Regions from separate parts of the Sus scrofa genome. Here regions 1 and 3 are each linked to region 2. Evidence: chromatin contacts called from public HiChIP or PLAC-seq and promoter capture Hi-C data. All regions are on one chromosome and are shown on one strand. Each heading gives the region's core, a stretch centred on a gene start, on an enhancer-like site or on the middle of the called end of the contact. The rest is flanking DNA. Distances are from core to core; before and after follow the strand shown.

Evidence for each region. Promoter capture Hi-C pulls out the DNA fragments that hold promoters and counts their contacts. HiChIP or PLAC-seq counts read pairs in DNA pulled down with a chosen protein or histone mark.
Region 1: a promoter capture Hi-C map of liver shows a contact between it and region 2, with 4 times the contacts expected there. The contact joins the promoter of NIPBL here to the promoter of LMBRD2 in region 2. A contact is called at or near these places in 2 of 5 promoter capture datasets (fetal liver and liver) and 2 of 47 Hi-C or Micro-C datasets (fetal liver and skeletal muscle).
Region 3: a contact with region 2 is called in an H3K27ac HiChIP or PLAC-seq map of alveolar macrophages. The contact joins the promoter of BRIX1 here to the promoter of LMBRD2 in region 2. A contact is called at or near these places in 2 of 5 promoter capture datasets (fetal liver and liver), 2 of 47 Hi-C or Micro-C datasets (heart right ventricle and skeletal muscle) and 2 of 2 datasets of contacts at active chromatin or transcription factors (alveolar macrophages and skeletal muscle).

Annotation. Positions count from the first base shown.
Region 1 is chr16:22,149,607-22,153,805 of Sscrofa11.1, reverse strand. NIPBL (nipped-B-like protein) reads right to left here and starts at 1,337. Exons shown (of 47, transcript XM_021076592.1): 1 at 912-1,337.
Region 2 is chr16:21,461,305-21,465,097 of Sscrofa11.1, reverse strand. It overlaps LMBRD2 (LMBR1 domain-containing protein 2), which reads left to right and starts at 2,176. Exons shown (of 19, transcript XM_021076992.1): 1 at 2,176-2,523. SKP2 (S-phase kinase associated protein 2) reads right to left here and starts at 1,828. Exons shown (of 10, transcript NM_001171755.1): 1 at 1,813-1,828; 2 at 1,040-1,311. The coding sequence starts at 1,820.
Region 3 is chr16:20,510,998-20,515,324 of Sscrofa11.1, reverse strand. BRIX1 (BRX1, biogenesis of ribosomes) reads right to left here and starts at 3,044. Exons shown (of 10, transcript NM_001244824.1): 1 at 2,851-3,044; 2 at 733-844. The coding sequence starts at 3,024. RAD1 (cell cycle checkpoint protein RAD1) reads left to right here and starts at 3,153. Exons shown (of 8, transcript XR_308376.3): 1 at 3,153-3,287; 2 at 3,743-4,007.

The sequences.
Region 1 (4,199 bases), core at 88-2,587, 690 kb before region 2:
CAGAACATTGAAAATTCTTTCTAAGCTTCTACACGTTTAGATCAGGAAGTACCTGAGTGTTTCATGCAAAGTCGTTTAAAACTGTCCTTATATAACGCACACAAATATAAAGTGGCAGGATAAACCTGTCAAGTACTTTATACTTGTCTTTGAATAAAAAGTCCATGTGCAACACACTGTCAAACAACAACATAAAAGCTCTCTGCGTGGTTGGGGAGGTCATATGTAGTGTCTACCACACTATGGTTTTCTGTATTAAATATTCATGTGGACGATTTAATTCTTTTTAAAAAGAAAATGAGTCTTTATTAACTTTCCAACGTCCAAACAAGTTTTACACAGGAAAAGAATTACCACTGGATCCGTGTCTGAGTATTTACATTTGTCTCACTAACTGAAACTACTTCCTCCCTTCATGGGGTCACAGGGGGAAGAAGGGGGGTTGTTTGTTTCACTGGGACGTTCCCCACTCCCGGACCAGGAAAGTTGTAAATATGGGGACGATCAGGGCACATTTGCTGTTAGTTGTATTGTTTCCGCCTCCTCACTAGCTACGGCTCTTCTCCCGGGCGAGGCCTGTCACCGACCAGCAGTAGCTCCGCTCAGCCCGGAGCTCTCCTAATCCCCGAGCTCAAGTAGATTCCGCTGGCCCGCGGCCTGCACTCTCCGCCGGGCCTACGCCTCCCCGGCCGCCCGGCAGGAGCCCAGTCCCCGCCACCGGAGCCGGCCGGGAGAGGGTACAAAACCACCGCCACCCAGGGCGGCTGCCACCAGAGAGGAGCGAACTCTAGACTCGCCCGTGGAGGAGACCTGGGGCCGCTAAGGAAACGGCCGGGAGGGGAGCGAGGAGGAGAGACGCTGAGGACCTGGCGCCGCCGCCGCCGCCGCCGAAATAAAGAGCAGGAATTTACCTGGGCGAATCGGCGTCTGAATCCAAGGGGAGGCCGAGGCCGCTGTGGCGAGAGACTATAATCCGGGCCGGGAGGGGGGGTGGCTACGGCTCCTCTTCCGTCTCCTCAGTGCGGGGAACATGTAGAGCCGGGGGGAGACCAGCCGAGAAGACAAATCGCTGCTTCTTCTTCCTCCTCCTCCTCCTTCTCCCACATAGAAACACTCGCAAACACCCGACCAGGGGCCCGAGCTACCGGGGGGGCATCGCCGCCGGCCCGGGAACCAATCCTCCTGTCGGCGGGGGCGTCCCTCCCTGCGGCTTGGTGGTGTCGGGTGAGTCGGTACCGACGGAGGGAGGGGGGGAGGGCGGGGGGGAAAGGAGCCCTGTGTGTGTCTCTCTCTCTCGTTCCGTCTCTCCCTCGCAGAACAAAATGCCGACCGGAAGTGCAGCTGCAGGAATGACTCCCTCCGCCGGCGCCAAACACTAACAACCACCCCCTCTTCCCCACTCCACTTCCGCCACCGCCGCGCCGCCGCCACCACTTCAGCTCGCGTCCTCGGCCGCGCCGGACTGCACGGCCCGCGCCTCTCCGCACCGCACCCCGGCCCGGCGGCGGCCGGCAGCCGGCAGAGAGCAGGCGGTGGTTCTCTTCTGCGCCTTTCTCCTCCTCAGGGCGGCTGTGGATGTTGCCTTTTATTGTCGATCCTACGTAGCGGCGTTTTCGCTGCGGCACGGACGGGCCGGGTCTTCCTGTTCTTTATTTTCCTGGAGGCCGACCGGAGCGGGCCCCGAGTTCGGTGGTGGTCGTGTGCGTGGGGGGCGCTCAGGTCCGGACCGGCTCGTAGGCCGCTCACGCCGTTGCAGCTGCTCGTCATTAGCTCTCGGGAGCCGAGCTCGGGGCGGCCCCATAGAGGACGCCCGCAATCCGACGGCTACCGTGCATTTTTTAAATGGTTTCCCTGCAGCCGGGTGGATGGATGTATCGTAATGTACGCCCTTCTCTCCTTCTGAGAGGCCGAACTTTACGCCCGTCTCTGCATTATTTCTGCGGAGTAAGAACGCACCCCTTGGAGGAGAAGAAGATTCTCAGCTGGATTGAATTGGAGTCGCGTTTATGATGCATTTATTTCTGGAAATATGTGGTCTTTTCTGGTCTTGCTTTTTGTTGGCGGCGGTTTGGGCTCTTGCCTAACAGTCGGGATAAAGGCCTGTAGGCGACGCTGTTCGAGCCAGGAGCCGGCTCAGCGGGCCCGGAGCGCGCGAGTCCGCGCCCCCCACTAGGTGTGGGTGGAGCCGAGCGCGCGACGAGAGCCGGCGGAATGCGGGCCGCGGGTGGGCCTGGGGCCAGCCGATTTCAGACACCGTTTTCCTCTTTGCGTTTCAAACAGTGAGGTACCACTGGCCAAGGCTGGAGAACAGATGCGATTATGTGTACCGCGCCCTTTGTGTCTCTTACTGAAACACATGAATTAACTTTATCGTTCCGCAGTTCACTATTAACGTTTACTAATGTAAATTACAAGGGGGCTATTCTTCAGGTAAAAAGTGCATAGGTAAGAGAATTTTACTCAAATAGGACGGAATTTGTGGTATACTTTTCTGCATTTCGTTGAGTCGTACGTAAATTATATTGTTTATGTATTTGTATGTGTACCATTACGCCAAAAGTAAATAGGAAAATTTGCCTACAGGTTATTCCTTCTGCCTCAAAAATCTCTCAAAGGATTAAATCGGATCTTGTCGCTCTTTTACTCTAGGCCCTGCAATTGCTCGGCATCTAGCTGAGAGTAAAAGCCAAAGCTTTGACCGCAGCCCCAAGGCCGTGCGCGCGGTGGGGAGGGGAAGGGGGGAGGAAGCTCCTAGGAGAATGATGTAAGTAAACTCCAGGAGGGCATGAGGTTTTGTTTTTCTCCACTGATGTTTTAGGGAGAAAATAATGTTACACACACAGTAGATGCTTAATATTTGGTTAATGAATGACAATTATAAGGGCCTTGGCGGCCCCCCCCCGCCACACACACTAACTTCCCATCTCTGTCCCTTACATGGGTATGTGAGAGAACTTTATGAAAGATTTCTGAAAACAAAAAATACTAGGGAAAAAAATGCAAGTTTATTACAAACTTCTAGGAAAACACACTACTTCTAGACATTGAAAGCCCTCCACAACACCAGAAGCCCTCAAAATAGTGATAATTATTTGTTTTTAGGTTTCTGTAAATGGGCTTGCTAGTGGACAGTCCATTATTAGATTATATGATCATATTCATGTTGGGCAAGTTAGCTTTCTTCCTGAGTCACAAACTTCGTTCTTCATCCTGTCTGCCCTCTTTCTTGAAAAATGCTATTTTCACTAAAGTCTGAAAATTTGGTTGGCTTAGCCCAAAGCCAGCATTACTGGAAAAGTTCATTCAGCAAATCTGTGTCAGGTACAAAGTGCCCGGCACGATGATTCAAAAGGTGCGCGTTTCTGAAGCTTAAAGGACCACATACGGCTATTTTGGTTACTACTCAATTATGCTGTCAAGCAAAGCAAACGCTAGTGAGATTTATTTTTACAGTTTCCTTCTGGAGAAAAGGTTCAGTGAAAGCTGAAGTCAGGCTTAGTGTGGATATTTTAATTCATCTTTTAGTTTGCTGTTCATTTACATTTACTTTATGATAGCACCAGGTATACCAATAAATTAATTGATAATTTTTTTTTGAAAACTGAAACAGGTGGAGAGATTTTATTTCCTGGTGGTTGGATAGACAGGGTATTTATGTTAAAATACATATGTCAGTATACGAACAACTATGCTATAAGACTTTGTCAGTGGTATTACAAATAATCATATTTTATGTATGGAATTTTTTTGACAAAGGACGGTCTTGGTAGGTATTTTATAACCATCAATTAATTAAACATTGTTTAATCCAAGTTTGTTCATTATAAGTTTACCTATTAATCTTGAGAACAGTTTTAAGTAATATACAGCTGGCTCAGAATTGTTTTTCACTCAATTTCAAAACACTAATATTTCAGTTTGCTCAGAGAAGTACAATTATATACTTAAATGTTTCTGGTAAACTGATAATTTTGCATGTCTAGGTAACAAAATTCTTGGCATTATTGTAGCATTTAAAGTTTCAGATATTTTTCAGTTCCTTCCCTCATTTACTTATTAAGGACTTACTAGGTGCTAGAATCAGCTTTATGATGGGCACCTTCTATACTATGGTAAATAAAAATAGTCTCTGCCTTTAAGTGTTTTAACTTGTGTACAGTTTATACCAATTTTTTTTCCAAATCGTAGAGATAATGAAA
Region 2 (3,793 bases), core at 927-3,426:
GCACGTATTCTAGTATACCATACACCAGATTTATGTTTCCTGCATCCTCTCTCCGAAGCAGAAACTCCACGAGGGTGGAAATGTTTTTGTTTTGCTCAATGCTATATCCCCAGTACCTAGAACAATGACTAGCATATAAAATGTGCTCAGCAAATATTTGCTGAATTAATGGTTTACATGGTTTACCAGCAAGAAAAACTGATAACCCCAGGTCAGTGCACTGTTTACCCTATGGCTTTGCATACTCCTGGAGTTCTGGATCCACTCTGGGAGGCACTTACTCATCTGCCTGAGAAGCCTGGTAACAGAGAGCTATTAGAGGGGAATGACGTGGTGCGTTTTACATTTCAGTCAGTCCACTCTGGCTCTGGGGGATGGATCTGGGGAGGATAAGGCTGGAATTATGAGTCCATTCCAATATTCAGATGTTGACAGCTTGAGAAATATTCAGGACACAAAAGGGAAAGATGTAATGATTGGATGGATGTTGGGGTTGGTGGGAATCTGACTGATTTTCAGGTTTGGGGGCTGGGCAATTGAACAGATAACACGGGCAGTCATGGAGACAGAGCATACCAGAATAAGCCCACTTGGGGATGGACCCGGGAAGAGAAGTCTCTTCTTCCACCTAGTTCAACATTCACTTTAGCAATCCCTTGACAAATAAGTAAAGTTGATTTTGGCAAAAACCTCAACCAGAGCAGCAGAATATAAACAAAAAGAATCCTAAAGGATCATTTCTTTGTTCTCATTTGTCAGTGGCACTAAGCTGGCCTTAGACCAGGCAGAGTCCTTCCTAAAGAGAAAGGCAGGAACGGATTCTCCTGGATTCAAAGTCTATTGTGCATCTTAAGATATACAGCTACCAACATTTCTGTTAACTTCTAAAGCAACGAATTTTCTCATCTCTTTGGAAAATAACTTCAAAATTAGGCAATTTTAAAAGCGCTCCATCCTAATGATCCTTAAACAAAGGTTTACCAACAAAATATTTCAAGCTACCACTTACTGCACCGATAGTTTGACCCTCATACCTTACCTGGAAAGTTCTCTCGATTTAGCTTAGGTCTGCGGACGATCACAAAGTCCTTTTCATTCCCTTTGCTCTTCAGCCGTTTTCGCGGAGGGCTCTGCGGGTGGCCCAGGTTTGAAAGCAGTTCCTGGGGGATGTTCTCACTGTCCACCTCCTCCTTCTCCAAGGCAGAGACCCCCATGCCTGAAAGCAGTTCAGAAGTCTTGCTAGAATCCCATCCCCACGTGAAGCTGGTGGTAACGTTGCTACTCTGGTCGGGAATCTCCTGGAGGTGCTTCCTGCAGATAAGCACAATAGCCCCCGTTCCTTTAAAAAACACACCCGTGAATAATTCCAAACAGGCCTAAAGGAAGCTGCAACTTATGCATTACCGAAAACGCTCACAGCAGCTAACTGAACTTGCATTTTAAGTGCCGGCGGCGAGTTCCCAAGAATGAAAGAAAAAAGAACCAAACACACCGAACAAATCGAAAAGGCTTTTTGATTTACGATCATGCAGAAGGCCTCAAGAATGTCTCAAAGTGGATGGAACAGATAAGAAGAGGGCAATTATACAGTGATTGAAAACAGGAGCAGAAAAGCCCAATAAGGGAAGCCAAATAATATCGCACGCTGATCACAGCACTAAAGCATCCACCCATCCACGTTTTCCCAAAGAGGAGGTTAAGCAACCATTCACATTGCAGCATTACAAACAATATTAGGAAGTAGCAAAACTCGCGGCCTAAAAGAATTAAGATGGTCCACTCACGGTCTGCCCCTTTCTGCAAACGGTTTACCTGTGCATGGCGTCCGCAGGTTCGGGAGTTTTAAACGCGTGCATTAATTGCAGAGGTGCCCGCCTCCCGGATTCCCGCTTTGGCGCGCGGCGGCGCACTGCGTGTGGCTCCAGCCCCCAGCAGTGAGACCCGCGAACTCTATCAACGTTCCATCCCCACCGCGCGCGCAGAAAACTTCTGCCCGCTCTCCTCCCCGCTACCGTCTGCGGCCCCGCTGCCTTCTGGGAATTGTAGTTTTCTCCCTGCCTGGCAATCCGGCTGCCTCGCCACTACTTCCTTTCCTCGCAGCTTTCCCCGCCTTCCATATACCCACAACCCCCCGCGGTTGCGGCACTGGACGGCCCACAGGGTAGGCGGGGAGGCGGAAGTGGGCGGTGCTCCAGCCGACCGGGCTATGGCAGCAGCTTGACGGGCGACAGGTTTTCTTTTCCCGGGAACCCCTAGGCCTTCTGGTGACAGCCACCGCCGTCGCCAAAGAGCGTGGGTTCCAGACCCCAGACGGCTGTGGCGGACAGGGGGTTTCCAGGTCCTTCTGGAATCTGTCCGGCGAGATCGGACGGTGAGCCTGAGGGGGGAGAGCCTGAGACATTTTGGGATCTGGGGCCAAGTGCAGGCGGCGAGAGAGGGACCCACGAGACCCCGAGAGGCCGCCGCCGCGGGGCCTACGTTCCTGGCCGCTGAGTGGAGGCAGTGGCCCGCCCCGCCCGCCAGGTGAGAGGTTGCGGCCGCGGGCGTCACACCTGCCTGTGTCTACCCCTCCGCCGGGAGCTGCTTCCTCCATCCGGGAGAGGGCAGCCCTTAGGATTGGGTCTGTGGACAAGATCCTTTCCTGATCTGTAAAATAGGCACTATGGCAACGAAGGATTATTTCACATCTTGCCGCCGTCAGGGTCAAACCAGAGGAACATGAGTGAGAGCATTTTGTAAGTGAAGGCGCAGTTTGAGTCAAAGGTGGTGGTTGAATTTTAGGGGATCAGGAGACCGCTGTGTTCCTGTCCGCAGTGGCAAAGCTGAGCATCCCTTTGCAGCCTTGAGCAGTCTTACAACACTAGCATGACTGTATCCGTATACGCTAGGGGCCACTAACAAAGCCTATCGGTTGCTCTCTCTCGACCGGCTGCTGCTGATTGCCTAATCTCTGAAAAGCAGGCTGCTTTTGCCTACCTCCGCGGAGAAGAGTTTGGAGATGGTTAGAGAGCGTGCCATATTCCGAGTATGATGACCGGGCGAAATCCACTGTGCAAACTGTACTATAACTGTGACCCTGGGAAAACAGGGTGAGAGAGAGAGAAGGGGAAAAAAAATCCAACTCTAATAAAAGTGGAGAGGATTTATAAAGCCCAGAAGTAAGCAGGTCAGCGTCATCACAAAAATATTAGAATGTTACCTCAGTATGCTGTGTGGCATACCTTCTTATTTCTTGAACAACAAGAAACAAAAAAACTTCTCTTTATACTGGGATTAAACCTCCCTTGCCAGGGTATGTGCTTGTTTTAGGCTTAGTGCTTCGCTTGAAAAACAACCACCTCTTGACAGAGGAAGGCATTCATGAACCTTTAGTTTGTTCTTAAAAGTAGGTGAGATTGGTATAAAGAAGGGATCTGTTCACAGATTGATTCTGATTGAACCTAGGTGAAGGATACTAGGCTAAATGTTCACAATTAGTGAAATTAATGTTATGTGGAAAATAGCTTTAAATGCAATTATTCTGATTTTTTTTACATAAAGTAATCTCTATGTTACTTTGAGTAAGGAGAAAGCAGTTGCCTTCGCTTGAAATCAACACCCTTTCCCTTAAAATTGCAACTCAGAGGAAATATTTTTAACCAAAAAAAAAATTGGGAGTTCCCATGGTGGCACAGCGGAAACAAATCCAACTAGGAAGCATGAGGTTTCGGTTCAATCCCTAGCCTCGCTCAGTGGGTAAAACCTCACCATTGCCTTGAGCTGTGGTGTAGTTTGCAGATGCAGCTGGGATCCC
Region 3 (4,327 bases), core at 1,795-4,294, 950 kb after region 2:
TTATTAGTTTCAGAGATCTGAAGATATAACAACACACCTCACTTTGAAAAACACTAGTCTAAAGAACTACGTTATTACCTAGAATTAAAACCAAAAGCACCTCCCCACAAAGACACAAAAAATTGCTGCATGAGGGCACTGTCACAGTTCTAAACCCCAACCTAGATGCTCTTCATGTGCCTGTAAGACACCCCATTGCTAAAAAGAATAGCTTGCCATTTAGGAGTAGGCTGAGTCCCAATTTAAATGTGCCTGAAATCCTACTCCAAGCCCATTAAGATTTTAATAACAACCGTTTTTTTAAACACAGAAAGCAATACATGGCAGTCCTGAATCATTCAGGGCAAACCAGCTCAGGACCTCTGAGAACATTACAATGACGGCATTCCTGGACCTTTAAGAAATGTTTAGCTAGTTAGGATATCTGTTTAAGCAAGTCAAGAGAGTATTTAATGAATTTTTCAAAGAATTTCTAACAAAATAATAATTGGAAAAATTTTGGCACTGAACAGATAAACTTCTGAAAAGTCATGTTTCTTTATCTGACAAGGCTGAACAAAGTGCGACTTGAAGTGAAAATATATATAAATAGGTGAGTTCATAAATACAACGTTTTCAGGTTTTAGGGGATTGAACTTGGGCCACAGTAGTGAAAGCACTGAGTCCTAACCACTACATCACCATGGAACTCCCCATAAATACAAAATTTTAAAGTCTATGCTATAAAGATACCTGCTTTAGAATGTGGCATCAACATTCTCAAGTCTTGCATTAAATGTCTTGTTCTGAAATTTATTCCTCTGGAAGAAAAGATGAGAATCCGTTCCTTATTTTTCCACTTGCCCTAAAGGAAAAAAAAATTTGAAAAAATTTAAAATTTCACAGTGCATCTATCTCATTTGTTCGTTTAAAGATAAAAGCTTGCAAGTAGCAAGCCAAATAATTCTGACCTTAACCTTTAATTCATCTCTCAGTGGCATTCACTGACCCAGCTTTTACCCAGATATACTCTTGGCCTTCTTTCTTTTTTTTTTCTTCTTCAATCTCCAATTTGTCCTCCTGCCTCTAAAGATTCTTTCTTAGCCCTCTTTTTAAATTCCTGATCTCTCCAGGACAGAGTTCTCAAAATCATTCCCAGTTTCAACTGTCAACTCTACATAAAGGTAAGGAACTCTTTCTGGCCCTAATACCCAAGAAGCTGACTTACCTCAAATTCAACTTCAGATACCAAACTTTAAAATCTGGTAAATTACCTTGCTATTTATTTTTCTGATGATGTCACCATCACTTCAATCCCCCACACTTTGAATCTTCCACTTTCCTTTATTCTCTCATATCATAAGCACTAGTAAATGCTGTCAACTTCTGTTAGCAACAACTCTTAATCATCTTCTACTGATACTGCCTTCACTCAGATTCTTAAAATCTCACATCATTTCCTCATCTCCTTAATGCTAGTCTTCCCATCCAGGAGCTCCTCCAGTAGATATGGCAGACTAGCACCTGCTTAACTTTTTCTACCTGACTATTGTCCCAAATCAACCTTACACCCTAGCCAACTTGGCTGTATTTTTTAAACTTTCAGCACTTTGTATACTTCAACGTCTTTGATCAGTTTCTCCCTCTCTCTTCCCCTTTCCGCCTCTCCCTTGCATTGCTCCTTCCCCTTTCTGAAAATCAGAATTTTGCTCTTACCTTAGGATCTAGCTCAAAGGCTAAATCAAATCCTTCATAATCCCTAACCTGTTTATTCTAGAGCAATATTTATCTTCTTCATTTAAATAGAATTTTCATTTATAACTCAACTCATAGATCCTTATCGTATTTTTTCTAGCTCCTAAAAGAGAACGCTTAACATTTACTGAAAATCTAACAGAAGTCTGCTTATTTTTCATAAAAAGCAAATCATATTTTCTTCCTTTCAATTTGCAGGTGAGAAAAGAGCTCAAAACGTCCCTGTTAAGAGCAGGGCTACAATTCAAGCTCATCTTTCATTCCTCAAAGCTCACTCCTTTCCCAATGCTTGCCACCCCACCAAACCATTAAGGGTCATTTATTACTCGCTAGCGTGTCAAACAGAGATCTGGCAAAGCTGAAGGTCGACAGAGAAGTTTATGAAACAAATGTTAACTCTAGTCTCCACAATATTTGACCTGGCTTAAGGAGCTCTCAGTCGAATTAAAGTTAGCAGCAACTTGTGCTCACCTTGTTTTGAGCAAAAAACATATAAGTTCCTAGTTTCCTTCTAAACTGAAGTGGTCACATTCTAGTTTTGCAATCCCAAGGCAGGGGAAACCTAACTTCTCACCGTGCCCGGCACGTTAAAACTTCATGAATACAAGAAAAGCTCACGTTATCTTGTCTAGCTTTCATTACCCCGAGATCAAGCAAGTCAAATTCACAATCCCAAGAAAAGGAACTTTTTAAAGGGCCACATAACAAGCTTTAGGATTCCTAACTAACCATACCTAACTATGTCGGTATATGGAAGTATTACTCTAAGGGATACACTCAATAGCGAGGAATAACTTTAATTGGTAAAACTATTACTCTCCAACAACAACAACAATAGGGGAGTAAATGGAAGACTAAACGCTGGAATTAAGACCCTCAAAGTCGCTTCTCTGTGACCCTCTAAAAGCTCTGAAGCCCACCCAGGTGCTCAGCCCGCGCCTCCAGGAGGGCAGCCATGTGTCCAAGCTTTAGCTATAAACCTGGTAGCCAGTCCAGCTGGAAGGGCTGAAAACGACCTCCAGGAACACCTCAGAAACTCCGAAACCCGCAGAGCCATAATCAAATAGGTAGCCTCAGAGAAGGCGTGCGGAGCCGCGGCCGCAGAGCCCACTCTACCTTGCAAACCGGGCCCGGAATACGATTTCTATCTTCCTCCTCCGCTTCCTCTGCCACCTCGCTTGACTTAGCAGGCGGCTTGGCGTCTTTTTCGCTTCTTTTCAGCTTTTTCGCCGGACCAGCCGGGCCTCCACGCCGTTTCCTCTTGGTTGCCGCCATCTTGCTTCCCGCCATCTTGCTCCCCAGCTTCTCTCTGGGCCTTCCTTCCGGCTGCGCCGCTCGCTCCGCTTTCCCATCTCTATGGTCCCGGGGCTGGGCTCGGCAGTCCTCCAGCTCTAGGTGCCTCTTTCCGGTCTCTGTGGTACCGGATGCCAGACTCTCTAGGCTTTGTCTATCTCTGTGGTGACGGTGCTGACGGGGCTGGCGGGTCTGAAAAAGTGGCGGGAGCCGCTCCACTTCCTCCCCGGCTGCCAGGGAGCTGCGTCCCGACCCCAAAGGTGGGTTTGGGCGCTTGGCATATCGAGACTAGTAAACGGGTGCAGTCCCGCGGCGGGTTGGTGCGCCGCGTTGTCTGGGGCTTTTGGAGGATCCGAGGACCACCCCCACCCCTTGTCTGTTAGGGACGAGGTTGGCTGCGTGGACAGCTCAAAACCGACTCTTTGGTGATACGCAGCCTCATCTTGGCGTGGCGAAGCTGGCCCGAGTAGAATGATGTTGTTGTTGTTGGGTGTTTTCATCGTTCAGTTTTTCATGGTTACTGTCGTCTTACTGAAGACGAGGAAACCGTAGCTTAAAGAGATAATTTCCCCCAAAGTTAGACAGTTAAGTGGCAGAAGTGGGGTTCAATCCCTGGTCGGTCGAGTTCACCGTCCAGGCCTCTTCCACTTGGCTCAGCGCAGGTTGAGATCGCGGGCTTAGCCAGCATTGACGGGAGTTTGTCTGATCTCATCAGGTGTTCCGCGACCAGCGGGAGCAGGTGTTGGCATCAGGAGCCGCTCTCCGGGCGGAATGCGCAGTGAACCATGCCCCTCCTAACACAACAGATCCCAGATGAGAGTGATTACAGTTTAGTGGCCAGCCTCGACAACGTGAGGAATCTCTCCACTATCTTGAAGGCTATTCATTTCCGAGAACATGCCACCTGTTTCGCTACTAAAAATGGAATCAAGGTCACAGTGGAAAATGCAAAGTGTGTGCAAGCAAATGCTTTTATTCAGGTATGAAAGTAGTCACCTTTAAGCCTGGGACTTAGTGATATTCTTCACCCCAGACAATGAAGGTCTTAATTGATATCATTTAAGTTAAAGAGCAAAATATCATTACTTGAATTCTTTTTCTCTCCTGGTAACAAATTCTTCTGCAATCTTGTTTAACAGAGATAATGGTTAATAATAATAATAATGTCTAGAATATATTAAGCTAAACTATAGGCCGGGCACTCTTCTGAGCGTTTTATATGTTTAACTCATTTAATCCTCAGAGAATAGTCTTTGATGTAGGTTCTGTTATTATTCTCATTTTTACGTATGTGGAAACT